Linked DNA regions of Mus musculus: all the other regions are linked to region 7. Evidence: chromatin contacts called from public ChIA-PET and promoter capture Hi-C data. All regions are on one chromosome and are shown on one strand. Each heading gives the region's core, a stretch centred on a gene start, on an enhancer-like site or on the middle of the called end of the contact. The rest is flanking DNA. Distances are from core to core; before and after follow the strand shown.

Region 1 (4,083 bases), core at 591-3,090, 630 kb after region 7:
AGGGGAGGACAAAAGGCTGTGGGGTCGGGGGATTTCTTACAGAAGAACGCAGTTTAGGAAGTCTTTCCATAGTTGGGCTGGACACTAGTCCCCACACTCAAAAATAAATAAATAGATAGATAAATAAATAAAGGAGCTGTGAAAAGAGGGAGGGTTCTCAGAGCAAGGTCAGAAAGAGGATGAGAGGTCAGAGCATAAAGAAAACCTCAGGAGTTAGGCCCACACCTGGCCAGCCTCACACACCCTATGGATCCTATTTTATCTCAGGAGACTAGGACTGCTTATAGCCACCATCCAAAATAATCCTCACCCTAAAGCAGGAAGTGGAAGAAATAAACAGACTGCTAGAGAAGGAACTGAAGTCCAAGCCACCTCAGTCACCTCTTCTACCAGAACCACCAAGGTCCTTCTGGGAATTCTGACCTGGGCTGCCAAAGCCTGCATGCTACTCAGTCATTTCCCCCCAGAATCTGACTTCAGGAGATTTACTCCAGAGGGCATGTTCATTAAGAAGTGATGGTAAGCCAGGCGTGATGGCGCACGCCTTTGATACCAGCACTGGGGAGGCAGAGGCAGGTGGATTTCTGAGTTCGAGGCCAGCCTGGTCTACAAAGTGAGTTCCAGGACAGCCAGGGCTGGGGGCAGGGGCGGCGGGGAGGAATGGTAGCTGAAACAATGTTTACCTTGGAGAAAAGCTTGAGGGAGAGAACCCAGAGATACCTGGGTTCATCCAAACAGTCTCTACACTCCAAGTATCCCTTCATAATCGCTAGAGTCGCCTGGAGAAACATGCCCACCTTCAGATGCAAGCTCTCCAGCTAACAGCCAGCTTGTCTAATGAGACACCCAACTTTAATGTGCATCTGACAACTAAAGATGCCTATTGGAAAAGCATCGTTTTCTGTCCCAGGGTCTTAATAATAAGCCCATACACACAAGCTAGAGAATTCCAGAGCCTTTTTGGAGGAGCTCCTTCACACCCAAGGCTTTTCCTCAAGTTCCAATTCCTGCTCCATATGCCCTTCTACCCACCCACACCACTGACAAAGGAGTCTGACTTTCAACAGGAGGGTCTTTCCAAAGCCCATATCAATAGTTCTGGCTACCAGCAAACAGGTGTTCCCGGCCTCTTCTTTCTTTAGCAACAACTCTAGCTTTCGTAAGGAGAGCACCATTCTAGCCCCCGAGAACTGCCAAATCCTATCCCATTTAGGCAGATTAAGAAAGAAAGCAAACCCAGTAAAAATCATGGTTCTTTTATTAAGGGCTGAACCTTGCTTAAAGGTGTCCTACTTCTCCAGCGGGTAAAGCTCTGGCCAAGGCTCCCTTCCTAGGCCCAAAGCAGAGGCCCAGCACTATCCAAAATTCCGCGAGCACCGCGGACAGAGGACCCCACCACTGGCAGCACCCAAGCAAACTCACCGTGCGGATCTGCCTCCGCAAAAGGTAAATAAAGAAGCTCCAGAGCTTGGCGGCGAAGGCCACGAACGTGCGCAGCCCCAGCAGACACTGCGTCCGCATCATCCCGATGACCCCGGCACCGCCGGCCCCGGGGCCCCCGCGGCCCAGCTCCGCCAGCCCCCCGGGGGCAGCCCCCCGCCGCAGGGAGGGGGAACGGGGGCCCCGAGCGGCAGGAGAGGCTGCAGAGATGAGCACGGAGTGGGTGGCTTAGAAAGCCACCCCCAGCGAAGGGAAAGCCCAGCGGAACCGGGAACTGGGGGACTGGCGTGGGCAGCCCGCGGGGGCCCACATGAGCGGGAAGTGGCACCGACGACTTCGCGTGGGCTGCAGGCCGAAACAGGTCGGGCTAGGACAGGGTCCTCTGAGACCAGGAGGGAAGGGGATGGAGAATTGGGGGAGGGGGCAGTGGGGGAGGGGGCTAGGGAAAAGGGAGGGAGGGAGATGGGAGGGGAAGGGGGAAGCGAAGGGTGGCCTTCTGCGCAGGCGCGCTAGGGGTCTGCCCCGGGAAGGGGGCGGGCGGGGGCGGCGGCGGCGCGCGGTGGGCCGCGGCGATTCTCGGGGGCCCCCTGGGCGCAGGAGCTGGGGAGGAGGGGGAGGGGGAGCCGAAGGGCACGGATCGCTGGGCCGGAGTGGCCTCCCCCTCCCCGAGGTCAGGATCGCTTAGCCGCTGAGGAGCGGGGCTGCAGCCTCTGCAGCTAGGCTTCCCACTCTGACAGGCGCCATTTTACCGCCCAAAGGGCTCCCTCCTCTCTTCCCTCCTCCTCTTCCCCTCTGACATTACTTCCGGTAGTGACGTGTATTCACTTCCCCGGGATTGCTGTTTCCCTCAATTCATTCTGAGGAGGGAGGGGAAAGTTAAGGAAAGCTCTCTGCTCTGACCCCGGGGTGCAGCGTTACGCACGCGCACTAGGTTACTGCGGGGCGGGACCTGGAGAGAAGCCAGGCGCCGTGTGGGCGGGGCCGAGTGACATCATTTATTCCCAGGTTCGAACCTTCTTCGGGATTGGAGCTCGTGAGACCTCTGTCCTTGTCCCCATCCCACTGATAACTGTTCCAACGGCCCTTCTGGCTCCAGTCATGGTGCAAGAGTAGATTAAGGATGTTGTCTCTAGGACTGTGTACAGAGACTCTGGAGCGGCCCCTCCGTGTAAGCCCCCTGAGAATACGGAGCATAAAAAAACCAGGCTCCTCTTTCCGGACTTTGCGGTCCTTTAAGGTTGGAAGCAATCGTAAGTGCCCCGCCTCCTCGGTGGTGACGACATCAGAAGGCGTCCTGAGGCGTCAGAGATGCTGGACTCGTTGTTGGCCATCGGTGGTTTGGTGCTTTTGCGAGGTGAGGGATCAAGGCATGCGGTGGTAGCCTTGGGCTTGGCTGAAGGAGCGGGAGCCTGGAGGACCCGCTGGGGATGGATACCCAGCTAGGGGTGGAAGTCGTGGTCGGAGCCCTGAGGGCTCAGTAGGTCTCACCCATCCTTGGCTCTCCCCAGATTCCGTGGAGTGGGAAGGGCGTAGTCTCCTGAAGGCTCTTATCAAGAAATCTGCACTTCGGTGAGTTAGCCCACAGTTTCTCCTCTCCTTCCCGGAAAGGGAGCCGGTACCCCCACTCTTCAATATATTTCCTTCATCTCTGCCTTAGTGGGGAGCAGGTCCACGTTCTGGGCTGTGAAGTGAGCGAAGAAGAGTTTCGCGAAGGTTTCGACTCTGATGTCAACAGCCGGTGAGTATACATTAAAACAGGTTTCATTCGGACTACAGCTGCTAAGGACGTCTCTTCAACAGACAGCACAGAATCTCATACTGTGGAGAAACTGGTATCGTAGGGTTTGGAACAGTAAAAATTAAAAGACTAGCGAGATGGGTTTTTTTTAGAGACTTTAGCACCAGCTTGCCGGCTTGACTGAAGGGACATGAATGAGGCTGTTGCTCACTCAACAAAAGAGAGCAGTAAACGCTTAGATAGTTTGCTGTATATACATAAGCATTCTGGCTTTAATGTTTGCACGTTAATGCATAGTCAACCAAGAAACACTTGAGTTTCTTCTAAAGTTGATGTCATCATCTTTTATATAAGTGTCCTTGGAGTTGGTTTGTTCTAGGCCTTATTATAAGGCTCAAGACTATAGATGCTAGAATTGAACTGAAAACACAAGGCAGGATAAAGGAACATACTAATTCCAAAGAGTAGTAGGCTAAATTAACCTTTGGATAGAACTTTTTTGCCCATTTTATTTTATTTTTCTCAGAAAAGGACATTTTGTTTTTTGGTTGTTGTTTTTTTTTTTTTTTAATTGATCTCATTATGGGGCGGATCTCATTATGTGGTGTAGGCTGCGTTACAACTCACTGTGTAGTCCACAGTAACCTCTTAACTCCCAGCCTCATATCCTGCCTCATCCTCCCCTATGCTGTGACTATGTTACATGCCACATGTCCAATTTATAAGATTTCTTCAATTTAAAAAAATGGCATAAGATCACTGTAATAGCACACACTTTTTTGGGCTTTATGAGACAGGGTTTCTCTGTATAGCCCTGGCTGTCCTAGAACTCTGTAGACCAGGCTGGCCTCTGCCTCCCTACTGCTGGGATTAAAGACGTGCGCCATCACGGCTGGCAATAGCAC
Region 2 (4,189 bases), core at 1,633-4,132, 600 kb after region 7:
CCTACGGCAAACATGGAGACCTGGCTAACCTCGGTGATGACAGCAAAGATGAGGAGGATGGAATTCCTCCTTAGAGGAAAAAAGCCCACAGCTGGGAGGGGAGCATCCCTCCTTGGTTGAGTGCAGGAGGGAGGCCATAGCGTGGGGTAAGGGGTTGAGGGAGGGGCTGGCAGTAGAGAATCTTGGGGACCTAGTTCTCCCCTAGGAGTCACAGGAAGAAGTCTGAAAAGTAATTAAGTATGACCTGGACTTCCTGGTATTGAAATTGGGGCAATGCAAGAAAGGGGAGAAGAAAGGAGAAAGGGCATAGGGCTGGCTGCCCACAGACAGCACTGCTGGTGCCCCAACTCCTCAGTCAGTACTAGGGATCATGTTGCCTGGGCCCCTAAGTCTCAGTTTAGAATTAGAAGAATGTACTCTTGTCCCTCCAGTCCTGCCAGCTCAGGCAGTCAGGAAGCCAGGCACCCACCGTCATCACCTTACCTGACTCTCTGAGATACAAGCCTCATAATAGTCCAGGATGTCTGTCACAGGAACAGAATTAAGTCACCCTCCCAAATCCCGGGGCCCTCTGGCCACCCCTGCTACCCCTGGCTTCTGTGTGTCAAGAGAGGCTCCTCCGGCTAGGATGGATGCTGCTAGGAGGTACAGTGTGATGGCTCTATACAAGCGAGAGCCTGGACTAGATGCTCTGAGTATTTCCAACCAGCCTAGAACCTGTAATGCTTGACCCCATACCACAGGCCAGCCCTGTCCACTGTGGCCCCTCAGAACACCAGCCTTACTCACCCAGCAAGGCCTGGAAGAGATCACTGTGCAGCACTGTGAGGAGGGGAGGTGCCCACCGCAGTAGTGGGGGGGCCAGTAGCCAGAGGGCTGACCTGGGAGCTGGTAAAAAAGCAAGTGACAAAGGATCGAGACCAAGCCACTTACCCACTTAGTCATCTAAGGTTTCCCAGCCTTTGTCTTCTTTTTCCAGACACCATGGATAGATTCAGGAAGAGAAGGAGCCCCTGGGCCCCCATCCCAGATCCAGATCACCCCCTCAAAGACCCGGGTTGGTTTTTTTTTTTCACCTCTTGGTCTCTGGGACATCTCTCTTCTCTCGATTTAATCTCCCTAATCCGCCAAGATTGAAGTTGAGCTGCCTTCAGCCTACGCAGTTGTAGCTAGTAAAGTGGACAATCGGTCTAGATTCCATTCTTCCCCAGGTCACCAGGTAACACTTTGCTCCGCATAGTGTACCTTCCCAAATGCCAGGCATAATTTAGCTGCTTTTCTGTGAGTGGGAAAGAGGATTTTATCTAAGGCAGTCCCAGCAACCCAGAGTTAAGCTCTTTTTCTCCCCAGGCCTGACCATACTGAGAAGGGGTCGGGGGCAGTGACATGGCTCACTGAGTAAAGGAACTCACTGCCAAGCCTGTCATCAGGGACCCACATAAATGTGGAGAGAACTATTGGAAGTTGTCTTCTGATAAGGGCTTATGTGAGTGCACACTCGCATAAGCAGACTTTTAGATGAGGTTCAAGACAGCTCAGCAATCAGAGCATGCGTTGCTCTTAGGCAGAGGACTTGTGTTCAGTCTCCAGTGTCCACATACATGGCAGTGTACAGCTAACTGTATGTAATTCCAGTTGCAGGTGATCTAATGCCTTCTTCTGACCTTGGTGGGATATATATATATATATATATATATATATATATATACACACAAAACACTCATATATATAAAAATTTTAAAATAAACCTTTAAAGCCTAAAAAAAAAAAAAAAAAAGGGAGGGCTGGAGAGATGTCTCAGGGGTTAAAAGCACTGACTGCTCTTCCAGAGGCCCTGAGTTCAATACCCAGCAACCACATTGTGGCTCACAGCCATCTATAATGGGATCCGATGCCCTCTTCTGATGTGTCTGAGGACAGCTACAGTGTACTCACATACATAAATTAAAAAACAAACAAACAAAAAAACTAGCCTGGCAGTGGTGGCGCACACCTTTAATCCCAGTACTTGGGAAGGAGAGGCAGGCAGATTTCTGAGTTCAAGACCAGTCTTGTTTACAGAGTAAGTTCCAGGACAGTCAGGGCTACACAGAGAAACCCTGTCTCAGAAAAACAAACCACCACCAACAACAACAAAAACCATACAACACACACACGATGCATTTTGCTCTTCCAGAGGACCTTAGTTCTGTTCTCAGCAACCACGTCGGGAGACTCACAACTTCCCTCCAGCTCCACAGCTTCTGGTCTCTGTATCTATAGGCACTGCACCCATGTGCACACGCTAATATACAGACACACAGAGACACACATAAAGTTCTTTTTTAAAAAAAAGTATTCATTTCCTAAGACTTATGTATTTGGAGTCTTCACTCTAGCAGGGTCTATGTGGCCTCAAATTCATAGTGATCGTGATTTATTATCTCCCAAAGTCCATGAGAGACTAGAGGTGCCTACTACGCGCTTTTAGAAGTGTTTTAAGTTGGTGAAATCTTCTAGATCTCAGAATTCGCTTAGAGTACACCCCAGCTTGAGTCTGCCACCTCACGCCCCTCTTTATTTGAAGGAGAATTTTTTTCCTTATAATCCAGGTCTCTGCATCTGATATTTTCCTTTCTCTCTTTTAACTTTAGCTAGGAAGTCCTCCCTCCAGTCTACCTCCAACCTTCTAGTCATTTAATTCTTCCTTCTCTTATCTAATCTCTTCCCTTTTTAGTGGATCAGACTTTAGTTTAGACCAGCGGCTCTATAGAGTTTGGGAAAGAAAACGGATCGTTTGAAGATGGATCACCCTAGGTCAGGTAGAATACAGGGACCGGGCACACGTCGGAACTTCAGCTCCCACCATGCATCGAGGCCCAAGACCACGCCCCCACCACGCAGTGCATTGTGGAGCATGAGTCAGGGCCCAGACACACAACCTTTGGGCAGGCGAGACGCGAAGAGAAGAGGTCAGTGGTCAAGACTTCGGCGGCGGCTTTGGAGATGCAGTCGGCTCGGATGACCCCGAGTGTGGGGCGACAGCTGCTGCGGCTGGGGGCCCGAAGGTCCGTATATAGCAAGGGGACACTGGGTCTGGGAACCAGGGCAGAACTGAACCCCGACTCCTTACAGCTCGCGATCTACTACTGTGCTTCAGGGACAACCCCGGCCTATCTCTGCCCAGCGACTTTATGCCAGGGAGGCCACTCAGGTAAGTGACAGTGGATGAGGGAGACGGACGTAGAAATGCGAGTTGCCAGTTCCCACTAGCCTGCGACCGACAGGGGTCTCTCTCTTCGACCCAGTCACCTGGTGGCAGTTCTGTCACTGAAAGTAGGGGAAAGGGCACGCCAGGGTGCCCTAGTGAGAAAGTAATGGAACATGCACCAAACGCACTTCCTAGAGCTAGCGCTTCCTGCACACCTTTTAAGACCCATCTCCAGCCTAACTGCTCTGCCCTTCCCTCCAGGCAGTTCTGGACAAGCCAGAAACCCTCTCCTCTGATGCTTCCACCAGAGAAAAACCAGCCAGGGCAGTAAGTGACTGGAAACTGGACTGACACTTAAAAACCAGGAGTAGAATCACCCCAGGCACCCACCTAAGATCCTTTCCTTCCTTGCCTAGGAATCGAAGTCCTTTGCTGTGGGGATGTTCAAAGGCCAGCTTACCATTGATCAGGTGTTCCCATACCCATCTGGTAAGTAAAGGCTTAGTCAGTCACTGACAGTGTGGGCAGGGGAGCCCTCTCTGCCTGACTAGCCTGCTCTTCTCTCCCATTATACAGTGCTCAGTGAAGAACAGGCACAATTTCTCAAAGAGCTGGTGGGACCAGTGGCCCGGTTCTTTGAGGTAAGGGATGACCAGAGCTCAGCCCCTCCTGGGCTAAGTAAGATGCTAAGGAGCTTAAAGGAGCCTCTGAATATGAGATTCTTCCTATTCCTTGCTCAGGAAGTGAATGACCCTGCCAAGAACGACGCCTTGGAGAAGGTGGAGGACGACACTTTGCAGGGACTCAAGGAACTGGGGGCATTTGGCCTGCAAGTACCCAGCGAGCTGGGTGGTTTGGGCCTCTCTAATACCCAGGTGAGAGGATCCCCCTGGTTAACATTCCACAGTGCTCCAGTTTTGGTAGACTCACCACTAGGGCCAAGCAAGTAGCCAGAGTAGTGTCTACCTGCCTGCCCTTTTTCTCACACATTTTCCCCTG
Region 3 (4,070 bases), core at 1,191-3,690, 560 kb after region 7:
GGGGAGGAAGAAGGAAGAAATGAGGTGAGTGTGAACACTGGAGAACAACCAATCATCACAGGCTCCCTAGCCAAAACTTTGATCTAGGCTGCGAGATTTGGCCCCATGTCAGACCCCTCCCCCCACCTGACCTCCCCCTCCTCTCTCTCTCTCACCCTCACCCTCTCCCTTCCCTCTTTCTCCCCCTAACCTCTTACCCTTTGCCCCTCATTCCCTCTTCCTCCCCCCTCTCCCCTCCTTCCCTTCCCCCCTCACCCTCCCCTTCCCCTCCCCTCCCCCTTCCCTCCCCCCCCCCCGCCCCATCCTCACCTTCAGTCAGATCCTTCTGCTGTTTTTCCAGCTTCGACTCCACTAACTTCATCTTTCTTCCCACACTACTTCCTAGAGGATAAACTTGTTCAAAGTCCTGACAACCCCACCACCCCTCACCCAGACCCAGGCCCCAGACCCAGTCCCCCTCACCCTGGGTGCTCAGGGCCTTGACCTGGTCCTCAGTGCTCACAGTGAGGTTGCTGAAATTCTGCCTTAGAGCCAGCAGATCTTCCCGGAGTTGGGAATCTAAGCAAGAGAGGATGTGGGTAGAGAAAAATAAGTTGTCTGTGTCCACCAACCACCGCACCCACCGCTTGCTCACACACACCCGAAGTTGCCCCCTTTCTCTGCCCAGCCCTGGCCACCCACTTTGGGATGTGATCACACAGACAACCACCAGCAACAGAATGCTGAGGCTCGAGGAGAGCAGGAGGAGGCGGGATCCAGAGCAGAGTCGCTGCAAGAGCCGTGGAGTGGGAGGCGGCCCTGCAAGAGAGCGTATCAAGAGTTCACTACCTGGGCCAACCTAAATCCCGAGGTATTAGGAAGAGCGCAAACTAAGCTCTCCAGTAGACTAAGAGGGGCCGTATAGATTAAGAAATGTGGGCCGTGGACAACCCTGCAGGACCTAAAGATAGGGAAGAAAGGGGGTTATCAGAAGTGCAAAGCTTTGACCTGCCCTAGCATTCCCGAAGCCCTGGACCTCTGCTGCCACCCTGTGGCATAATATTGTCATTACAGACGATGAACCACGCCTGGGGAGTCATTGCTCCACCAAAGTGTGGGAAGGGTGGGTTTCCTCCTCTTTCCGTGAATCCTGTGCGTCTTTGGTTGCATGCAAGGAGAAAAGGTGAGCCTCTCCCACCAAGGGAGAAAATGACACTCAGTCCTGTCGGTTGGCCTGCGGGCTTTCCCTCCTGCCCCCCCCCCCCCGCCCCGTTTCCCCTCCTGTGCTCCTTCCTGCATAAAAGCACACTGCCCACCTGGGATACCTCAAGAGCTCTGTATTTGTTTGTACAGGCACACGACAGTCCCTGCTCAGAGGACAAAGTAGGGAGAGCAGATGCTTCATCTTTCATCCGTGCTGAGACCCTCAGCCCCCTCTCCAAGGGTCCCTTAAGTCAAACTGATCCTGATCACCTCCCATCCCCACCTCCACCTCCACATACACACTGTTGAAACTGAAGAAGAAAGGGACCTAACTTCAGACGGGGCTGACAATAAGCTCATGCCCCCGACCTTCAGTAGGCCCCACACCTTGGAGCCACCCTCTGCCTGGGGTCTTGAGAAATGGGTAACATTGGGAGGAAGCTTGGACATCTGTCACTGAGGATGCCAACACTATGCCCTGTACCCTATGTCCCAGCAAGAGTGATGCAGCCACTGTTTTCTGAGTGTATGGAACAGAGCTAGGGATCTCCACAGGACACAGGAGCTGAGTCGGAGGGACAGAGCCACTGATGTTCTCCTCCAGAGGGGAGAACCCCTCGCCTCTCTGAAAGGGAGCACCTCTCACCTCTCCGGAGTTGATGATGGTCATTATCATTGTCCAGGTGCTGGAAATCTTGATAATCCTTTGTCATGATGGCACTGGATCCGGACCTAGGACAGCCAAATTTAGAGCCTTTAGAGCTGAGGCCGAGGCTAACAGACTCAGAGCTGGATGAAGTCCAGTTCCCTTTTACATCTGACTAGGTGGACATACTTTCTGTCTCCCCTAACCCTATCTGCTCCCAAGCCTGACATCCAAAAATCTATCCTCTAGCTGGACATGATGACACATGCTTTTAATCCCAGTATTCAGGAAGCAGAGTCTGGTGGATCTCTGTAGGTTCGAGGCCAGCCTGGTCTACAGAGTGCATTCCAGACTAACCAAGGCTACATTCTGTCTAAGAAAAATCTCTCCTCTCCCATTCACACACACTGCGCATGTGAACCCATACAGCCACTCTCTCTTGGCTGTCACCCATCCCTTCTCCTCCTGCTGTACTTACTGAAGGTCCCTCAGCACCACGAAGAGCCCAGGCTAAGGAGGGGGCTGAAGCCTGAAGAACCAGGTGAAGAGCCCTGGGCAATGGGAGGGGAGGGGACAGGGTCCATCCAGGGCCCATGTGTGTCCGAGCACGCTGAACCTGGCATCACCAACACCGGGACTTTGAACCATAAACAGAGGTAGGAGTAGACTTGGAACTGGGGAGGTATAGGGGAGGAAAGAAGGCATGGGTGACCTCTATTCTATTTCTCAGAAAAGGGGAGTCTACACACACACACACACACACACACACAGAGGCACACACATCTACGCATGCACTTCCGCATGTTCAATACTTGTTACCTTTTTGTGGGTGAGACAGGCCTTAAAAGGCTAGGGAACAGTTTGCTGCTTGCCCTCAGAGCCCTCCCCCTTTCGGTCCTGAATTTCCCAGAATTGTCCGTATCTCCAAATATCCCTGACCAGGATCAGAGGCACCAACTGATTCCCCGCTCTTGCCCAATCCTGCCCTGTGACCTCAGTGTTATAATTGCAAGCTGTAGATTCCTGGGGTCTCAGCTCCAGGCTCCTCAGCCCTAACCTGACTGACTCACTCTATGGTAGTCCTCCAAGCAGCGCAGTGGTAACAGGAGGAGCAGCTCCCCTCTAGGATCAGGGCCAAGAAATCACTGATTCTACCATATGCCCCAGGACTTCAACCTTTCTCATCCCCAGAGAACAACCCATTCTGCAGGCAAGAAAGCTGAGGCTCTGGAAGACAAGGGCTTCTCAAAGCCATACTACACAGAAGAGCACAGACTAACACCCGGGCAGCCCAACTCAGTGACCTGTGTGCTGCCTCCAGCACCTCACTCAGAATGGGATCCTTAGCTGTCCCACGCACCAGGTCCCCAAATCCCCAGAGAGGCTTAAACATGGCCCCTCATGGTCCTGAGAGCTTCAGAGAGGCCTGTCAGAACTCAGGCTTGGGACAAGAGCAATATTCAACATATAATCCTCCTCCTGTTAGGCTCCACAGTGAGGAGTGGCCTCTGTGGCCGTCTAGAGCCTGTGAGCTATTCAGGAAGGTGCCGCTTACATAAATCCAACTACTCTGTGCGTCCTTGCTTGTCTGTGTCCTAAAAATCCGCATGTTTACATGAACCGGGCTTGCTGCCAGCGATTTTGGTGAAAATTGGGCCATTAATTTAACACTCTCTGATTTTGCCACTTACAATCTAGTTTATTCTGGCAAGCAAACAGATACAGATCCAGTCTGAATAGTAGCTCTACTCATAGAGGTAGGGACTAGCAGGGGGCACCGAGCCTCTTGCTCTCTCAGTGCTAGAGAGACCTCAGCCCTAGCTTGTAAAACTGGAAAATGCTGTAAACTCAGGATTTTTGCATCTTTCTATTTGCATATTGTCCTGGAAGAAGGCATTTTGAAATACAGTTCATACCTGAGAGCCATGCCCTAAGCTCATGGATCAGAGAGCAGTACTGGACTAATGTTAACACACATGCTTGAATAAATGTTAAGTGTGGATTGTGGATGTATGAATGAGTGTGTGTGTAGTTTTTCATCCCTTTTCAATAGATTTCTATTTAGAGAGATACATTTTATAATATATATTATACATATACTATGTATAAGTATAATATATAACATATAACATAGTATATATACATATGTATATATATATCCCATTGGATATGTGTACCAGTCATTTACCACAAAGTAAGTACCCCACAACTTAGCAACTTAAACAATAAACACAGACCATCT
Region 4 (3,665 bases), core at 261-2,760, 680 kb after region 7:
TATCCTTTAGGGGTGGGTGGTGCGTGGTTCAAATGAGCCACAGCTCTTTAAGGGATAGAAGTTGTGAGGGTGCCAGTAGTGTTGCCCTAAACCAGGAAATCAGTGAGGACTCCAACCAGGAGCCCCAAACATTCTACCCCAAAGGCACACAGCATGCTAAAAATAATGCAGCAACTCCAGAAGGTGAGACAGAAGAGCTGGGAAGGTCAGGGGCAGGTTTGCCAAGTTCCTGGATCATTAAGCCTCTGCTGCCCTTGAAGATGTGGGTGCAGCCTCTCCTTGCCAGTAAGCATACATTTGTGTTGTGGTTAAAGACTTTCAACTAGCCTCAGCTGGACATCACAACCATGTGCCTTGGCAGGGGTAGAGATGAAATAAGGTGTCCAATCCCACAGGTCAGTTCGGAAAAAGACACCCGTTCCTCCCCCTCCCTGGGTTCCTCGGATACCTGTTGATGAATCCGTAACCATTCCGGACGTTGAACCATTTGACTGTGCCCAGGACTTGGATTGCTGCCAGGCAGAGATGCAGTGGGGATAGTAAGATGGGGGAAGAGACGGGAGTTGGGCTGAGTTTTGAGAGAAAACTAAGCTAAAACCTAACCTGCCTCCCTAATAAGCTGCGAGTCAACCAGACTTCGCTGGAAGTGTCAAAGTACTCTTAACCCTCTTTCTAAGTGGAAAAACACACAGGGGGGTTTCAGGCTCTCAAACCCACGTTCCTCACATCCTACGGAGTTCAGGTCTTTCACCTAGAACCGGGTACTCACCTGGTCCACCCTCAGGGTCAAAACTCAACAGCCGTTCTAGCCCTCCTAAATTTAAGAGACCCCATCCACCTGCCTCCCAAGCTCAGAGGTTTACCTAACAAGAACCGGAGTCAACTACACCAAGTATCCCGCAAACAGGGGTGTGGCCAGACCCGGAGGTTTTTATTTTCCTACCCAAAGCCTTAGCTGAACCTGCCTGCCCCGCCCTCCGGCTCATGAAGGTGCGGCAAGATTTCCCTCCAGCGGAATCCACTAATAGTTTATTCGGCAGCTCCGGGACTAGTTATGATTAGTCCTTCGGGCCAGGCCTACCTTCGGCTTTCCAGACCCCGCTGCCCCTCCCCCAGCCCGCCGACCCTGAGAGCCGCCCTAGCGCGTGCCCCCCCCTCACCCAGCACCGGCTTGTCCGCCTGACTCCGGGCCGGGGGCGCGGGAGTCCCCGAGGCCGCCGTCGCCTGGTTGCCAGGGGTGCGAGGGCCGGGCGCTGAGGGGGTCCCAGCAGCGGGGCCAGAGGCGGCTCCGCCCCCGCCGCCCGCCCCGCCGCCTGCTTTCTGCGGCTCTCCCGCGGGCACCGGTACCACCACCGCTACCACCCCCGCCGCCGTCGCGGGCACCGTCGCCGCGGGGGCCGCTGTCGCCACCACTGACGCCTCCGCCTCGCTCATCCCGCCGGGTCCAGTACCGGCCCCCGCCGCCACCGCCTCCTCCGCCGCTGCCACCACCACCACCCCGGCCCCTCCCCCCGGCTCGCGGACCGGCCACCCGGCTCGGTCCTCGCGCCCCGAGCCTCGCCCGCACGCCTGCCGCGGGCCCTGAGCCGAGGCCAATCGCAGTCGGCTGAAGCGGCGCGCTCAGGTCCCGCCTCCCGGCCGCCGGCCAATCGTAGCCGCGCAGCCCCCCAGGCCCGCACGCCAGCCCCGCCTCCCGGACTCCGCTCTAAAGCTGCGGCCCCCTCCCGCAACTCCGTAAGTACACCTGAGCCCCACCTCCCCGCCGCCACGTGATGCCCTCGGCCCAGCCCATTGGCTAATGGCTCATTTCCCCTCCCCCTCCGCCCCTTTCCACCGGCCGCGGGAAATCAAACCGGCTGGTGGCGCCTCAACGGCCACCTGGTTTCTGTGCGCAAGGCGGGGCCGGGGCGAGCCTCCAAGGTTGCCCCTGACGACCCGGGTGGGGGTAGCGGCCGGCAGCCGCGGTTCTGCAGTGAGGGGGGCCCGCTGACCTCCACTCTTCAGACGGTCGGTGCCCGAACTCTCCACCCACTACCGCCCTGGGTACCTTCCCACACAGAACGTCCACGCACACTCCAGGGCAGGCACAGTGGCTGTCACAAGCAGAAACCTCTCGTTTTTATGTTTTGAAACAAGGTCTGTGTAGCACAGCCTGGCCTTGAGCTCCTGATCCTCTTGCTTTCGCCTCCCCAGTGCAGCCTTACTGAGTTCGAAGTCAGCTTGGATCATATAGTGAGTTCCAGGACAGTTTGGGCTACACTGAGAGGCAATGTCTCAAGAAATGAGAAAAAAAGAAACAAAGCAACATTTACAGATTTAGAACAAAGCGCAGCTCTTTTCTTAGTTTTAATAAAATATCCATACATGTAGCCAACACCCTAAGATACCTTCTTTATAGGTTATGTATGGTAGATAGCACCTGTAATTCCAGCACTCTGAAAGCCAAGGAAGGAAGATTCACTAGTTGAGGCCAGGTAGAGCTCATGTGTTAAACAAACTAAAGTTCGTTATTTTTGCTCCAGGAAAGTCCTTTTAAGCCTTCTCTGGCCTCCTGACCCTCTTGCCGCAGTTCTGGTGTCTCCCATCAAGTACTTCAGATTTTCTTAGGTTCAGGATTGCAGGACCAGCTTTGTATAAGCTGTTTGCTTAAAACTTGCTATCTTTGCGTCTCGTGGCCGGGGGTGGGAGGAGTGTCTCTTCAAGTATCAACTAACCTATCTTATCGTGACTTTTTAAAAAATATGAAATGGTTTTGACCCTTTATTTCCTTTAATGTTCTGAACACACATTAGGCAGTAAACGCCACAGCAGTAACTCTTTTGTCTCAGCACCTGGAACAACGCATCACCGATCAGAATAAGTGTTGGTTCCCAATCTGCAGACGGCTCTAAGTCACTCTTTCCGAGGGCCGCCTCCTTCACATGAGAGGACATGGGCGACACTAAACAGAGATCATATTTATCCCACTGGGAGTAGCACGAGTGAGCCGCTGAGTTTGTCCGCGCTCCCCAAGTGAGCTCTGGCGGTGCCCGCTACGCGGATAGCCCCGTATGATCTCTCTCCCTGTCCCAGCGCGCCCTCTGCTGGCCTCTCCTGGGGTCCACCTAGTCATAATTTCAACAGCAAACTTGCCCACCGCACCCCTCTGGTCCTTTAAGAGCTGAGGATTGGAATTTTTAGGGCATCAGGCAGAGTGAATACAAAAAGAGAAGAGACAAGAAAAGAACCAAGTCTCCAGGGAGGCAGTAGGTGCGCAGAAATGACCGCTTCCTTATACTGTTAAAGCTTCTAACTCTAACCCTGACCCCGAAAAGAGAGAGATCCTAGTTGAGGAAAGCAATCTCACTGCTGTAACAGAAGACTCAGAAAGGTGTCAAAGGTACGGAGGAGTTCAGATGTGGGCTGAATAATGAGTGGGAGAACGAGAGGAAGCCCACAAGCGGAGGTGAGCCCTTTTTGTATTAAGATTAAGAAACTGGGGGCTGGTGAGATGGCTCAGTGGGTAGGAGCACTGACTGCTCTTCCAAAGGTCCTGAGTTCATATCCCAGCAACCACATGGTGGCTCACAACCACCCATAAAACCACCCATAATGAGATCTGACGCCCTCTTCTGGTGTGTCTGAAGACAGCTACAGTGTACTTATGTATAATAATAAATAAGTCT
Region 5 (3,771 bases), core at 110-2,609, 720 kb after region 7:
TATTTGGTTAACATGGTACACCTGTGGAGGTCCGAGGTTAGAGGAACTTTCCATAATAAGTTCTGCTAGGGTTTCTGGGGTCAAACTTGGGTTGTCAGACTGGATGTGTGAAAAACACTTTTACACAGTGGGCCACTTTGCTGGTCCCAAAACCTAGGGTCTTGAAAAGGCCCAACCTTGCAGCAGAATGTCCATGTCTGATAGAATCAGCATACTGTACATTTATTAACACCATCTTTGAGGCAGGGTGTACTGGCTGGTTTTGTGTGTCAACTTGACACAAGCTGGAGTTATCACACAGAAAGGAGCCTCCCTTGAGGAAATGCCTCCATGAGATCTGGAGAATCCATGTAAGGTATTTTCTCAATTAGTGATCAAGGGGGTAATGGCCCATTGTGGGTAGTGTCATCCTGGGCTGGTAGTCCTGGGTTCCATAAGAAACCAAGCTGAGGGGTTGGGGAGATGGCTCAGTGGTTAAGAGCACTGTCTGTTCTTCCAGAGGTCCTGAGTTCAATTCCCAGCAACCACATGGTGGCTCACAGCCATCTGTAATGGCATCTGACACCTTCTTCTGTTGTGTCTGAAGGCAGCTACAGTGTACTTATATATAATAAATAAATTTTAAAAAGAAAGAAAGAAGGAAACCAAGCTGAGCAAGCCAGGGGAAGCAAGCCAGTAAGTAACATCCCTCCATGGCCTCTGCATCAGCTCCTGCTTCCTGACCTGCTTGAGTTTTAGTCCTGACTTCCTTTGGTGATGAATAGCAGTGTGGAAGTGTAAGCTGAACAAACCCTTTCCTCCCCAATTTGCTTTTGTGCAAGAATTGAAACCCTGACAAAGACACAGGATTTCTCTGTGTAGACCTGGCTGTCCTGGAGCTCACTCTGGACCAGCTGGCCTCAGACTCAGAGATCCACCCACTGAGTGCTTGGATGAAAGGCGTGCGCTGCCCCTCGCTTTTTTGTCTCCCAGATGAGGGAACTGAAGGGTCAGAGAACTTGTTCAGTGTCACACTGGTTTTTGTGTAGACAGGGTCTCGCTGTGTAGCCCTGGCAGGCCTGTGACTTGCTCTGTAGATCACACTGGCCTTGATCTCACAGAGATCTGCCTGTCTCTGCTGTAATTAAAGGCATGTAGCACTATGCCCAACTAATCACACAAAGTCTTAAGTGACAGAGACAGATTTGACTCTAGACCATCATTTCCCCCTCAAAAAATTTATTCACCAATGGAGAAAGCAGCAGAGAAAGACCAGTGTCCCAGATGGAAGGTGACAGCAGGCAGTCTCTGGGGGAGGGACTGTGGTTTCTGTGATCTCAGCACCCCCCTCCGCCCAGGCCCCACCCCTACCCCTCCCAGAGCTGCCTAGAAGTGGTGGGGTTAGAGCTCCTCCTGGGTTACCCCGTTCCCTTTGGGGAAAGAATTCCAGACCCAGGCTCTTCCTACCAGAGGATTCTTCTCCATTAATACCCCTCTTGGGGGGTGGGGAGTGCATCTGCCTACATCCCCACCTACCTGACCTCCAGGGCCCCCCAGGCCCCCAAAGCAAGTCATCTGAGATGACGGTCAAGCTAGATTTTGAAGAATGTCTCAAGGACTCACCCCGCTTCCGGTAAGTGTGTGCAGGTCCATGAGACTAAGGAGGGGAAGGAAGGCCCAATAGGTCCCAACACCCACCCACCCACCCCCAGCATTCCCCAGGCAGGACCAACCTTAGAGCCTAGGCCACAGGGACCAGAGGGAACTGGTGGGACCTAGTGCCTCTACCACTCAAGCCAGGCTCTCAAATCAGGCATGGAACCCCAGCACTTGGGAGGCTGAGGCAGGAAGGTTGTTAAGTGTTCCAGGCTAACCTGGGCTACAGAGTAAAAAAAAAAAAAAAAAAAAAAAAAAAAAACCCTTTAATAACAGAACCTCCATGCTCTCCGAAGCTCACTTTACTCTGCCTTTCTGCCCCTTCTGGTCTTTATAATTGGCATTCCTCCTTCCTTCTCACGGCATCCCCTCCCCCAGCACCTGCCCCGGGGCGGTTAGCAACTTCCTGCCCTGGCCACATCCACCCTCCTACTCTTCCTGCTCTGGTCTGGGTTATTGAAGCTTAGAATGTGCACAGCAGCACAAGAGCAGAAACTGTCTGGACTCTGCTTGGTCTGTGCATACCCATCACCCCATGACGCCAACCCTGCCCCTGATGCTAAGCAGAGGCCCAGTGGACCTAAGTGCTGTCCATTCTTTCCCAGAGCCTCGATTGAACTGGTGGAAACTGAAGTGTCAGAATTGGAGACCCGCCTGGAAAAGGTGACCACGTCATGGAGAAAAGATGCAGAGTCAGATTAAAATAAAAGATTAGAATAAAATTAAAATAAAAGGTCAGGGAGATGGCGGGAGACTGGGAATGCGTTAGAGTCATTGAAAGTTAACTGTGCCTGGCACACACACACACACACAATTATATTTAAAATCTGGATGTTGCTGGGCGTGGTGGCGCACGCCTTTAATCCCAGCACTTGGGAGGCAGAGGCAGGCAGATTTTTGAGTTGGAGGCCAGCCTGGTCTACAAAGTGAGTTCCAGGATAGCCAGGGCTACACAGAGAAACCCTGTCTTGACCCCCCCACCCCAAAATCTGGATGTACTGGCTCATGCCTTTAATCCTAACACTGGTGAAGCTGAAACAGGCAGATCTCTGTGAGTTCTAGGCCAGCTAGGGCTAAAAAAAAAGCTGGGAATGGGGCTGCGTACCCAGATCCCAGCACTTGGGAGGCAGAGGCAGATGAATCTCTTGTGAGTTCTAAGATAGCTTGGTCTGTTTACATAGTAAGTTCTAGGACAGAAGAGAAACCCTGCCTGAAATACATACATATATGTGTGTGTGTGTGTGTGTGTGTGTGTGTGTGTGTGTATGTAAATTATTAACATATTAATATATACTTTTTGAGACAGGGTCACATGTAGTTCAGGCTAGCTTTGAATTTACCTGTAGTTGAGCCTGGTCTTGAATTCCCAATCCTCTGACCTCTATTTCCCCCCTGGAGATGGAATTCATCTTTGTGCATGTTAGACAGGCCGGGTTCCCCCACCAGCTACATCCCCAGAGCAAACACTTCTTAAAACATTATTGATATTATTTCAGTATATATATTTGGCTGTTTTATCTGGGTAAATGTCTGTGAACCATGTCCACACCTAGTGGCTGCTACAGAGGCTAGCAGAGGGCATTGGATCCTCTGGAATTGGAGTTGCAGTTGTGAGCCACAATGTGGATGCTGGGAATTGAACCTGAGTCCTTTGCATGAGCAGCCAGTGCACGTAGTCACTGAGCCATCTCTCCAACCCCTCAAATGGTTCTAATTGAACTTTTTTAAAAAATTTATTTATTTTATGTATATGAGTACACTGTAGCTGTCTTCAGACACACCAGGAGAGGGCATCAGATCCCATTACAGATGGTTGTGAGCCACCATGTGGTTGCTGGGAATTGAACTCAGGACCCCTGAAAGAGCAGTCAGTGCTCTTAACCACTGAAGCATCTCTCTAGCCCTCTAATTGAACTTTTAAAATTCAGGTTAATCCTACACTTGTAGTAATTGCTTAGAGAGGCCACGTCCCTGCCAGCTTCCCTGAGTGATGATATTTAATGCAGTTTTTACTCATTATCACAACCAAAAATTAGCATTGGTGCAGTCTAGTTAACAATAAAGTCTACAGGGACCAGGAGAGATGGCTGGTCAACAAAGTGCACCCCTTGCCAGCATGAAACCTAAGTTTGATTT
Region 6 (4,175 bases), core at 1,115-3,614, 700 kb after region 7:
TCCAGCACTCAGCACAAGGGGGAGGGGACAGTTACAGTAAGAGGTTAGTCTTTCCCTGGTAGTATATGTAGGTTTGATTGCCAGCCTTACCTTCCCTGCTGCTTGTATCTGTACGGGAAGCTGGGGGGAAGCCAGGAGTCCAGGGGCTGGATGCAGAGCTTGGGGGTGCATGGGCCGCAGAGAAGACTAGGAGACAAAGCTGACCTTAAAGGGAGGCATCCTGGGGCTCCCCTCATCTTAGCACCTTGGCCTCCCAGGACTCCATACTCACTGAGTCCGAGAAGCTGGTCTGCTGGTTGGCATGCTCCATCTGTTTCTGCAAAGAGAGGGTACTGCCGGGCTGGAGGAACCCTGAGGGGAGGAGAGTTTGAAATGAGCAGGTGGCAGTAGGACTCCTGAAGGTAGGGCTCCTGCCCAGGGGGATCTCACCTGTCTGAGTGGGCTGAAAGTGGCCATGCACTGCATAGGGTTGTGGCTGTGGCTGAGATAGGTACTGCACTGCAGGAAATGCTGATGGGGCTGAGGAAGGTGGGAGATGATCTGTTAGGGTTTGATGCTCTTGCTCTTCTTGCCCCTAGTCTGAGGAGAACAACACTCACCTCTGAGCTGCTGGCTAGGACTATAGGCTGGTTGTGTTGGCCCATAATGAGGTGGGGGCTGAGCAGTCCCATAAGCACCCCCTGGACTGCCTTGGAATTGTCCATGTTCTGGGGTTCCTGCAAAAGCAGCTGCTGATCCCACGTAGTGCCGGGTCTAAGGGGAAATGAAAGCTCACTGCTTAGGAAAAACCCCATATGTATATATATATGCCTTTACGCTCAGCTCCTACATACACATGCTTGGTATATTTGTTCTTGAATGATTGGGATTAACAGTACTGATCCACAGAAGGAGGAGACATGGAGTTAGGATCAGATTTCAAGACTAGTCTTGGCTAGTAACTTAAAAAGCCAGCCTGAAGAGTTAAAAAAAATCAAAAAACCTTTCCCTCACCGTAAGCACTTGTGGTCCAAACATCTGCTTGGCTCTGTCAGCTGCCATCAGAGTACCTGGGCGATTGTGTCCTCCAGGGCTCCCTAGAAAGGGGGAGAGGTTTCACGATGCTAAAATAGGCAGCGACCTCCTGGAGAACTCCCCTGTTAGGCGGTTTCCTCAGTCCTCTCACCCTGCATGCTGAGGAGGTGGGTTCCTGTATGAACCGTCAGGCTCTGCTGGTATGCAGCTGATGTCAGAGTGGTTAAGTCACTGGAGTGGAAGGAAGACAGGTCAGTTAGCCTCTTGCTATTAGATTGTCACCTGTGCCACTGCACAATTTTACTTTTAGCCATCTCATCACACCTCTGTTCCTTTCGCCTCCGTTTTTCTTCCTCATGCAAAACTTTCTTGAGCTGCAAGAAAAGCTGGTGCTTCTCCTCCTGTAGAGCAGAAAGCTTCTCCTGCAGCTTCAGGATCTGGAAGAGGGACGAGCAGCTAAAGCAGGGAAAAGAAGGCATCGAGAAACAAGTGTGGAGAGGCTACTTACCTGTTCCTTGGTCTCCTCTAGTGACATTCTCTCTTCCATTTCCTTTTTCTTTCTTCTCTCCTGCTCTTCTTTCATCTTCTGTTCCATCATCTTGTCCACCTCTTCCTCCTCTGAAGAATCAGAACGGGGAAGTGGCAAGGCGGTGTGAATAAGCTGAGCGTTAGACTGAAGACCAGCAAAAACCAGTTACTCCATCACAGCCACAGGGAGAACTTGGCTTCATTAGGTGCTCTCCAAGGTCCTTCCCAGCCCAGGGTTCTGGTCTGGAACTTAGACTGGGCCTCTTCACTCACACCCCGAAGGCGCCGCTGCCTCCCTCTTAGCCTCGCCAGCAGGCGCACAGCTGGGCCCGTGGATGGGGGCAAGTTCGTGGGTAGCAGGGCCACCCTGAGCCGAGTGTCTGTCCTCCCGCTCTGGCCCAGGCTCACCCTGCCGTTTGCGCTCCCGCTCCATCATGATGTGCCGGTGCAGAGCCCTGGCCATAGCGTTGGAAAGCTTGGGGCGCTCCAGGAGTGCGGGCATGATGCTGTTGGTGACGCTTGGGCAGTGGGCACCCGACTCTCACTGACTGCCAGACCTCAGGCGGGGCCTGCAGGGAAGTGGGAGCTTAGAGAGACTGCGACGCGCCGAAGCGGAAGCCCGTCCGCCGCCCGCTCGCCACTTCGATCACGTGTCCCGGGCACCAGCGTCCCTCCGGGGTCTCTGCCTCAGCGCCGGGGCGCGTGCGAGGGTCTTAGGCTCCGCGCCCCCGCCCCTCCCTCGTAGCCCTGGCGCCAACCCCCGCAACCCGCCTTGTCGGCGCTTTCTCCGAGGCCTTCGGCGCGCCTTGGCCTCTACGTCATATCCGGCGGCCAGGATAAATCCTTCCGGAGTCACGACGGCAAACGGCACAGCCGATTGGAGGAAAGGGAAGGCGGAAGCGCTTAGAGACGGGTGCCGGGATGTCCAAACTCCATGTGGATTTACAGAGCGGCCTGGGATGATAAAGCCCCTAGAACTCTTCACTCGCGAGGCCGCGGGAGACAGAGGCGGAGGCAGATGCTCTGAAGACAGTATTTATTGGCTCCTTAGAAATCAGAGTCAGTAACAACTGTACAGAGGCCCACAGCGTCCTCGGGCAGCCCTTCCTTTTACCCACTCCCTCCCCATGGCGCCCAGTGGCCACGGAAAAAGCAGCTTCATGTGGGCACAGAGAGACTCCTTTGGGATTCACAGTAACCAGAAACAAAAACGGAAATAAATTAAGTGATATGGGGGAGGGTAATAATAGGGAGTCATGTTCCCCAAGTCAGTGCATGAAGGGGGGACCCCGAGACGAGCTGGGCTCCCTCTCAGCAGAGGGAGTGTGCTGGGCCCTGAATGTAGAGATGTGCTTCACACCTGCTCTAAATCAAAGCCTGCCTACGTGCTCCTCCTTGCCAGGACAGCACTGGACATGCTCTCAGTCACGGGAATGAGGTGGAGGCAGTCGTCATTCAAGAGTCCTGGGCTTGAGGCCCGGCTGTGCTTGGAGTAGTGGTATGTCACCCCTTATTCCACTCGTACCAGCAGGGCATAGAGGAGTGTGGCTCCCTTCTCCTTAGTGACCCACTCAAGTTCCGATGGGCTGAAGTGCTGGTCAGGAAGTTCTCTGAGGGCCGCAGAGGGAGGGCCAGGAGTATAGGAGCCAGGGCGCACACACACCTGAAAGGCCACCTGAGCCTGGTGTGTCCGCTGGGATTTTGGGTCCCGGAATCTGTTAGCCAAGCAGAAACGAGAGAAGAGTAAGGCTCCCAAGGTCCATGACTGCTAATTCTGCCCCCTCCACCCAGGCCTTGCTGTTTTCTGGGAAATACTGTTCACCGTGACTGGCTTAGCACCAACTATTGTGTATGTAGTACTCTCCTCCCCTGGCCTGCTCAGCTAACTCCTCCCCAGCACTCTTCATGTGTTTATTTACCCTGGCACTCTAGTTCACGTCTTCCAAACACTCCAAGTGCACTTCTCATCTACTTCACCCACTTTTGGGAGACAGTATAGGGTCTCTACCAGGCTGGAGTCAACCTCCCTATAAAGGAAGGACAACCTTAAACTTCCGACCCACTGACCCTGCCACTTAGTGTTAGGACTCCAGGAATTTGTTACAATGCGCAAGCACAGTTTAGGTAGTACAAGGGGTCAAACCCATTGCCTGGTGCAGGATATTTTGAAAGACTTGGTATCCATACACATTCAGAAAAACAGGCCTACAGATGCACTCATCTAATCCACACTCAGCATGGAGATGGAACCAGGAACTGAGTGTTCAAGGCCGGCTTCAGATACAAACCAAACATGAATGTGAGGCCAGCTTGGACTACTTGACATCCTGTTTTAAGAAAAACAAAAACAAAAACAAAAACAAAAAAACCAAAAGGGGCTGGAGAGATGGCTGTTCTTCAAGAGGTCCTGAGTTCAATTCCCAGCACCGCTTACAACCATCTATAATGGAATCTGATTCCCTGTGGCCCATGTGTTTAATCCCAGCACTGGAATTAGAATTTCTAGGTTCAAGGCCAACTTGGTCTACAGAATGAGTTCTAGGACAGCCAGGGATACATAGAGAAACCGTGCCTCTGTGTGTGTGTGCGTGCATATGTGTGTGTGTGCGCGCGCATGCGTGTGTATTACGGGA
Region 7 (4,193 bases), core at 88-2,587:
CGCTTTTTTACGTCATTAACATCATTGTGCCTTGCGTGCTCATTTCTGGCTTGGTGCTGCTCGCTTACTTCCTGCCTGCGCAGGGTAAGGGGTGACCCTGACTCCTGAACCCCAGGCTGGGCTTGCTCCCTGGCTTGCCTCTCACAGCTTGCTCCCTCTAGCTGGTGGCCAGAAATGCACGGTCTCTATCAACGTCCTGCTAGCCCAGACTGTCTTCTTGTTTCTAATTGCCCAGAAAATTCCAGAGACTTCTCTGAGCGTGCCACTGCTGGGCAGGTAATCTCAAAGTGGATCCCACAGAGATAGGGGCATGCATGGAGAATGTAGCCAAAGAAGGCTTGCATAGGGACCTGGTGTTGTCCCGTTCTGGACTTTTATTTGGACACAGGGTTGGACTGGGACAGTGATGGATTATCTGTTCCCCCATTCTCCTCACTGCTGCTGGGCGACACCTTGAGGTTTCCCGAGTCTCTCTGTTAAGAGGACAGTATAGTTCAGCATCTCCTTAATCATACCTCCTCTGACCCATGTCGCACCCTTTATCCCAAACGCACCGGATCCCCAGGGACCCCAAGGCCCAGTTGGCATAGGGTTTGTGGCAGAGATGAGGTAGACCCGTGCAAACCTCGTCCACACAGGTACAACCACGCCCCCTGGATCAGGTACCGGGCACTTGCGCCAGCTGCCGTTCCAGCTTGCCGAATCCCCTGCCCTGCGGCCAGGGCTACACGGGCCAGCGCCCTACCAGGATCCCCAGTGTCTGGGGCTGGGCCTGGGCAGTCGTTGCCGCCGTCCAGTCGCTGCACCTCCTGCTGCAGCCACAGGGCCGAGATCTACATTGGGGCATATGGGCTAGAGGTCCTTGCTTTTGTTGGCCTAGCCCTCTCCCCCTTTTATTCCCATCCCTCAGCCTCCCAGAGCAGCACCTCTAACAAGGTGGCTCCAAAGCTCATGATGCTGGCTGCAGCTTCTCTTAGCACCAGCCCTAGGGTGGCCTTCTGGGTGGGCGACTTGTCGGATTCCAGGGGGTCCTGGGACTTAAGCTCTCTGAACCTTTGCACCAGATATTCGTGAGCTGCGGCCACAGCAAGTTCCAGGGAAGATAGAAGTGGAGGCTGTAAGGCCACCTGGAGGAGCAAGGGTAGTGAGTGGAATGATCACATGGAAAGGGCCATAGCAGGAAGAGCTGGGGACCTCTCCAGATTCTGCCATTCTAATACCCTCACCTCGGTGGAGCTGTGGAAGTGGTAGACCCACAGCAGGGTGTCCAAATTGCTGGGAATCCCCTTCATGTCCGCAACAGATGGTATATGCAGAAGGGCCAGGACAATACTGGCATCGTTGAGGAGGATCAAGAAGTAACGCCACCAGCTGTGCGGAGGTGGTATTTGTGAGGTAGAGGGCAGCTAGTGCCTTGTTTGTGGGGTGCTGTGACATCAGGCTTCTGTATATCAGGTATCTTATATTCGTCATGGTGGTTGCCACGCTCATTGTCATGAATTGCGTCATCGTGCTCAACGTATCTTTGAGGACGCCAACGACTCATGCTACATCCCCTCGGCTGCGCCAGGTAAGCGCTGGTTGGAGAAAGTACTGCCCAGGGGTGGGAAGCGGGCTTGGAACCTCTCTCTGCCCCGGCTGCAGATTTTATTAGAGCTGCTGCCGCGTCTCCTGGGCTCGAGCCCACCCCCAGAGGATCCCCGAACTGCCTCACCAGCGAGGCGTGCCTCGTCTGTGGGCATTCTGCTCAGAGCGGAGGAGCTCATCTTGAAAAAGCCGCGGAGCGAACTCGTGTTTGAGGGTCAGAGGCATCGGCACGGAACTTGGACCGGTAAGCACTGCTCTTGGGTCAAAGGCATACACTCGCCGTTAGGGACGCTCTTTTAATGACCTAGCGCTTGCTGTTGCCTTAGCAGCAGCCCTCTGCCAGAACCTGGGTGCTGCAGCCCCAGAAATCCGCTGCTGTGTGGATGCTGTGAACTTTGTGGCTGAGAGCACAAGAGACCAGGAAGCCACTGGAGAGGTGGGTTGGGAGGTTGAGGCGGAGCAGTGCTAGATGCCCCGCCCTCCAGGCTCCTCCCTCGCTAAGCTCTCTCTCACAGGAACTGTCCGACTGGGTGCGTATGGGGAAGGCCCTGGACAATGTCTGTTTTTGGGCAGCTTTGGTGCTCTTCAGCGTTGGTTCTACTCTCATCTTCCTTGGGGGTTACTTCAACCAAGTTCCTGATCTCCCTTACCCACCGTGCATCCAACCATGAGCCTGCACTGGCACCCACCTCTCCCCCACCCCCCAAGAAAGAGATTTTGAAAACAGGCCGCTGACAATAAATCTGGTTTGTGAACTTGCAGGAGGGGTTGTGTGGTCATGTGGGTGGGTCCAACTCCTCAGGGAAGTAGAAGATGGGTGGGTGGTTTGGTCAGGCACTTGGAGGCAATTGGTTCAATTTTGCTCTTGGCTCCTTCTAACCTAAAGAATGTTTATCTAGTTGATAGCCAATGAGGTTTTTACAAGACCCAGATATAGAAACACTGAAGCCAGAAGTCTGGCCTGGCCCTGCTGGGGCTGGTAAAAACTATTCTCAAAGGGTCCTACCGTGTCAGGACTGATCCCTGGCCTATTCATCCACCTTACTTCGTCTCTATTATCACAGTAACTTCACAGAGCCTAATGCCTTTCCTCTACCCTCTGCATTCTCAACTCTCAAATCTCTCCAGGATTGAGAGAGAACAATAGTAGGATCTCAAAATGGTGGAAGCTGGTTGAATTGTCTTTATTAACAAAGGGGATATATCCAAGGCCACTACATTGAGAAAGGATACAGGAGGGAGAAGGGCTACTTGCTGCTCACACTATATACAGATGCAAGCAAGGGAGGATAAAGGCTGGGAGCTCTGAGCTCTCTCCTTCTAGGGAAGGGGAGAGGCTAGAAGGGGTGGGAGTGGGGAGGAAAGGGGGGAATGTTTTGGCTATGGGGTCCCTCCTCCATTCCCTGGGGGTTGGGGGGGAATCATTAAAGTGCTTTCAGAAAATGAGGAATGGTCCCTGCCCCTGGAGTGGCTGGTGACCGCCCCGCCTCCAGAACCCAGGGCCCAGTGAACACCCCCCCCCCAGAGTCTGGTACATTCAAGGGGGGAGCCGGCTCCCCTGGCGTGCAAATAAAGGGGTCAGGGCCCTGCTCATTCAGCAGCAATGGGGTAAGGGGTCCAAGCCCCAAGCGCTCTCCTCTTCTGTGGAGAAAAGGGGAGGAGCAAGTCCCACTCAATTCCTGGTAAGGGGAAGGAAGCTGTGTCATTCCCCACAAGTTGGGGAAAGGCACAGTTTTGAGAATGTTGGGGGAAAGGGTGGTCACGTGATCACGAAAGCTTCAGGGATATGAGGTCACGTTCCCAGCAGGCTCCAGTGAATCAAACCAGTAAAAGCAAAAGCCCAAGGGGGTGGGAGGGCAGGGGCGGCCTGGGTAGTCTGGCTGTGGGAAGAGAGCTGGGTCCATGTGGGGAGCCCCAGCCCAGGGGCCTCGTCACCAGTTCATGATGCAGTTACGGTTCAGAGTCATAAAGTAAACTTGGCTGCTTCCTCCAGAGCGGACAGAGGCAAAAAACACCTGAATAAAGTAGAAGAGACATCACCAAGGGCTAAGTGTGTGTGTGTGGTGTGGGGGCGGGGGGGAGGGGTATGCTGGGAAGAGAGACGAGGTTGACACTGGGGGAGAGAGAGGAAGTGAATGACACCTGTTTCTCTCTATCCCCAAGGAAAGGCAAAAAAGTGTTACCAGGTCCCTGGGGTAAAGGCAACAGAGCCCACAGGGAAGGAGGGTGTGGCTCTGACAGCTCAGAACAGCAGAACCATTCCAAACCCCCAGATGCCTGCCCAGAGCAAGGTCTGGAGAGGCAGCCCATCCCCTGGGCTAGGCTCCTTTCAGAGATACACTGCCTCACCTTGTCATTGCGCTCACACAGGAACTTGAGCCTCTGGGCTCGTTTGTGCATGAAGACCCCATCTAGGTGGCCTGTCTCCACAGAGCGGATCTCTATGGCCTTCTCACCCCAGCCCATTATCTGGTTGGAGCAGATGTAGGCTGAAGAGAGAAGATGGTGGAAGGGCTGTAAGGAGGTTTCAGTCCTAGTCACCTCGGAACAAGCAGCTTGGGGTGGCTCTTCACTTACCCACAGAGGTGGGCATCTCTCCCCACTGC

The links. Promoter capture Hi-C pulls out the DNA fragments that hold promoters and counts their contacts. ChIA-PET counts read pairs in DNA pulled down with a chosen protein or histone mark.
Region 1: a contact with region 7 is called in an RNA polymerase II ChIA-PET map of memory CD8 T cells, with 24 read pairs. The contact joins the promoter of Ctdnep1 here to the promoter of 4930544D05Rik in region 7. A contact is called at or near these places in 2 of 115 datasets of contacts at active chromatin or transcription factors (bone marrow-derived macrophages and memory CD8 T cells).
Region 2: an RNA polymerase II ChIA-PET map of memory CD8 T cells shows a contact between it and region 7, with 15 read pairs. The contact joins the promoter of Acadvl here to the promoter of 4930544D05Rik in region 7. A contact is called at or near these places in 3 of 115 datasets of contacts at active chromatin or transcription factors (astrocytes, memory CD8 T cells and pancreatic cancer cells).
Region 3: a contact with region 7 is called in a promoter capture Hi-C map of hippocampal neurons, with 2.7 times the contacts expected there. The contact joins the promoter of Asgr1 here to the promoter of 4930544D05Rik in region 7. A contact is called at or near these places in 7 of 39 promoter capture datasets (cranial neural crest, frontonasal cranial neural crest, hippocampal neurons and 4 more), 5 of 484 Hi-C or Micro-C datasets (B cells, cerebral cortex, differentiating embryonic stem cells and 1 more), 1 of 115 datasets of contacts at active chromatin or transcription factors (pancreatic cancer cells) and 1 of 9 other capture datasets (embryonic stem cells).
Region 4: a promoter capture Hi-C map of liver shows a contact between it and region 7, with 3 times the contacts expected there. The contact joins the promoter of Ybx2 here to the promoter of 4930544D05Rik in region 7. A contact is called at or near these places in 2 of 39 promoter capture datasets (both in liver) and 1 of 115 datasets of contacts at active chromatin or transcription factors (memory CD8 T cells).
Region 5: an RNA polymerase II ChIA-PET map of memory CD8 T cells shows a contact between it and region 7, with 13 read pairs. The contact joins the promoter of Acap1 here to the promoter of 4930544D05Rik in region 7. A contact is called at or near these places in 2 of 39 promoter capture datasets (cranial neural crest and liver) and 2 of 115 datasets of contacts at active chromatin or transcription factors (double positive thymocytes and memory CD8 T cells).
Region 6: a contact with region 7 is called in a promoter capture Hi-C map of neural stem cells. The contact joins the promoter of Gps2 here to the promoter of 4930544D05Rik in region 7. A contact is called at or near these places in 4 of 39 promoter capture datasets (cranial neural crest, embryonic stem cells, liver and 1 more) and 2 of 115 datasets of contacts at active chromatin or transcription factors (double positive thymocytes and memory CD8 T cells).

Annotation. Positions count from the first base shown.
Region 1 is chr11:69,978,925-69,983,007 of GRCm38.p6, reverse strand. Ctdnep1 (CTD nuclear envelope phosphatase 1) reads right to left here and starts at 1,840. Exons shown (of 8, transcript NM_026017.2): 1 at 1,423-1,840. The coding sequence starts at 1,524. It overlaps Elp5 (elongator acetyltransferase complex subunit 5), which reads left to right and starts at 1,773. Exons shown (of 9, transcript NM_018740.2): 1 at 1,773-1,801; 2 at 2,446-2,794; 3 at 2,949-3,009; 4 at 3,098-3,178. The coding sequence starts at 2,749.
Region 2 is chr11:70,014,121-70,018,309 of GRCm38.p6, reverse strand. Acadvl (acyl-Coenzyme A dehydrogenase, very long chain) reads left to right here and starts at 2,882. Exons shown (of 20, transcript NM_017366.3): 1 at 2,882-3,047; 2 at 3,115-3,193; 3 at 3,452-3,517; 4 at 3,607-3,679; 5 at 3,767-3,831; 6 at 3,931-4,065. The coding sequence starts at 2,986. Dlg4 (discs large MAGUK scaffold protein 4) reads right to left here and starts at 1,107. Exons shown (of 22, transcript NM_001370675.1): 1 at 1,077-1,107; 2 at 790-888; 3 at 484-524. The coding sequence starts at 1,095.
Region 3 is chr11:70,052,725-70,056,794 of GRCm38.p6, reverse strand. Asgr1 (asialoglycoprotein receptor 1) reads right to left here and starts at 2,440. Exons shown (of 9, transcript NM_009714.3): 1 at 2,307-2,440; 2 at 1,829-1,914; 3 at 682-798; 4 at 463-558; 5 at 310-381. The coding sequence starts at 1,895.
Region 4 is chr11:69,933,744-69,937,408 of GRCm38.p6, reverse strand. Ybx2 (Y box protein 2) reads right to left here and starts at 1,510. Exons shown (of 9, transcript NM_016875.3): 1 at 1,161-1,510; 2 at 449-512. The coding sequence starts at 1,434.
Region 5 is chr11:69,893,127-69,896,897 of GRCm38.p6, reverse strand. It overlaps Acap1 (ArfGAP with coiled-coil, ankyrin repeat and PH domains 1), which reads left to right and starts at 1,359. Exons shown (of 22, transcript NM_153788.3): 1 at 1,359-1,612; 2 at 2,241-2,298. The coding sequence starts at 1,560.
Region 6 is chr11:69,912,209-69,916,383 of GRCm38.p6, reverse strand. Gps2 (G protein pathway suppressor 2) reads right to left here and starts at 2,364. Exons shown (of 10, transcript NM_019726.5): 1 at 1,951-2,364; 2 at 1,523-1,632; 3 at 1,339-1,451; 4 at 1,166-1,245; 5 at 994-1,076; 6 at 600-753; 7 at 430-519; 8 at 272-351; 9 at 91-186. The coding sequence starts at 2,044. Neurl4 (neuralized E3 ubiquitin protein ligase 4) reads right to left here. Exons shown (of 29, transcript NM_001013414.3): 29 at 2,560-3,257. The coding sequence ends at 3,053.
Region 7 is chr11:70,613,038-70,617,230 of GRCm38.p6, reverse strand. 4930544D05Rik (RIKEN cDNA 4930544D05 gene) reads right to left here and starts at 1,337. Exons shown (of 4, transcript NM_001145537.1): 1 at 1,227-1,337; 2 at 927-1,127; 3 at 626-833; 4 at 341-473. The coding sequence starts at 1,292. The coding sequence ends at 433. It overlaps Chrne (cholinergic receptor, nicotinic, epsilon polypeptide), which reads left to right. Exons shown (of 12, transcript NM_009603.1): 7 at 1-84; 8 at 162-276; 9 at 1,456-1,570; 10 at 1,645-1,831; 11 at 1,917-2,023; 12 at 2,103-2,348. The coding sequence ends at 2,258. Mink1 (misshapen-like kinase 1 (zebrafish)) reads right to left here. Exons shown (of 33, transcript NM_001045964.1): 31 at 4,165-4,193; 32 at 3,937-4,076; 33 at 2,749-3,602. The coding sequence ends at 3,519.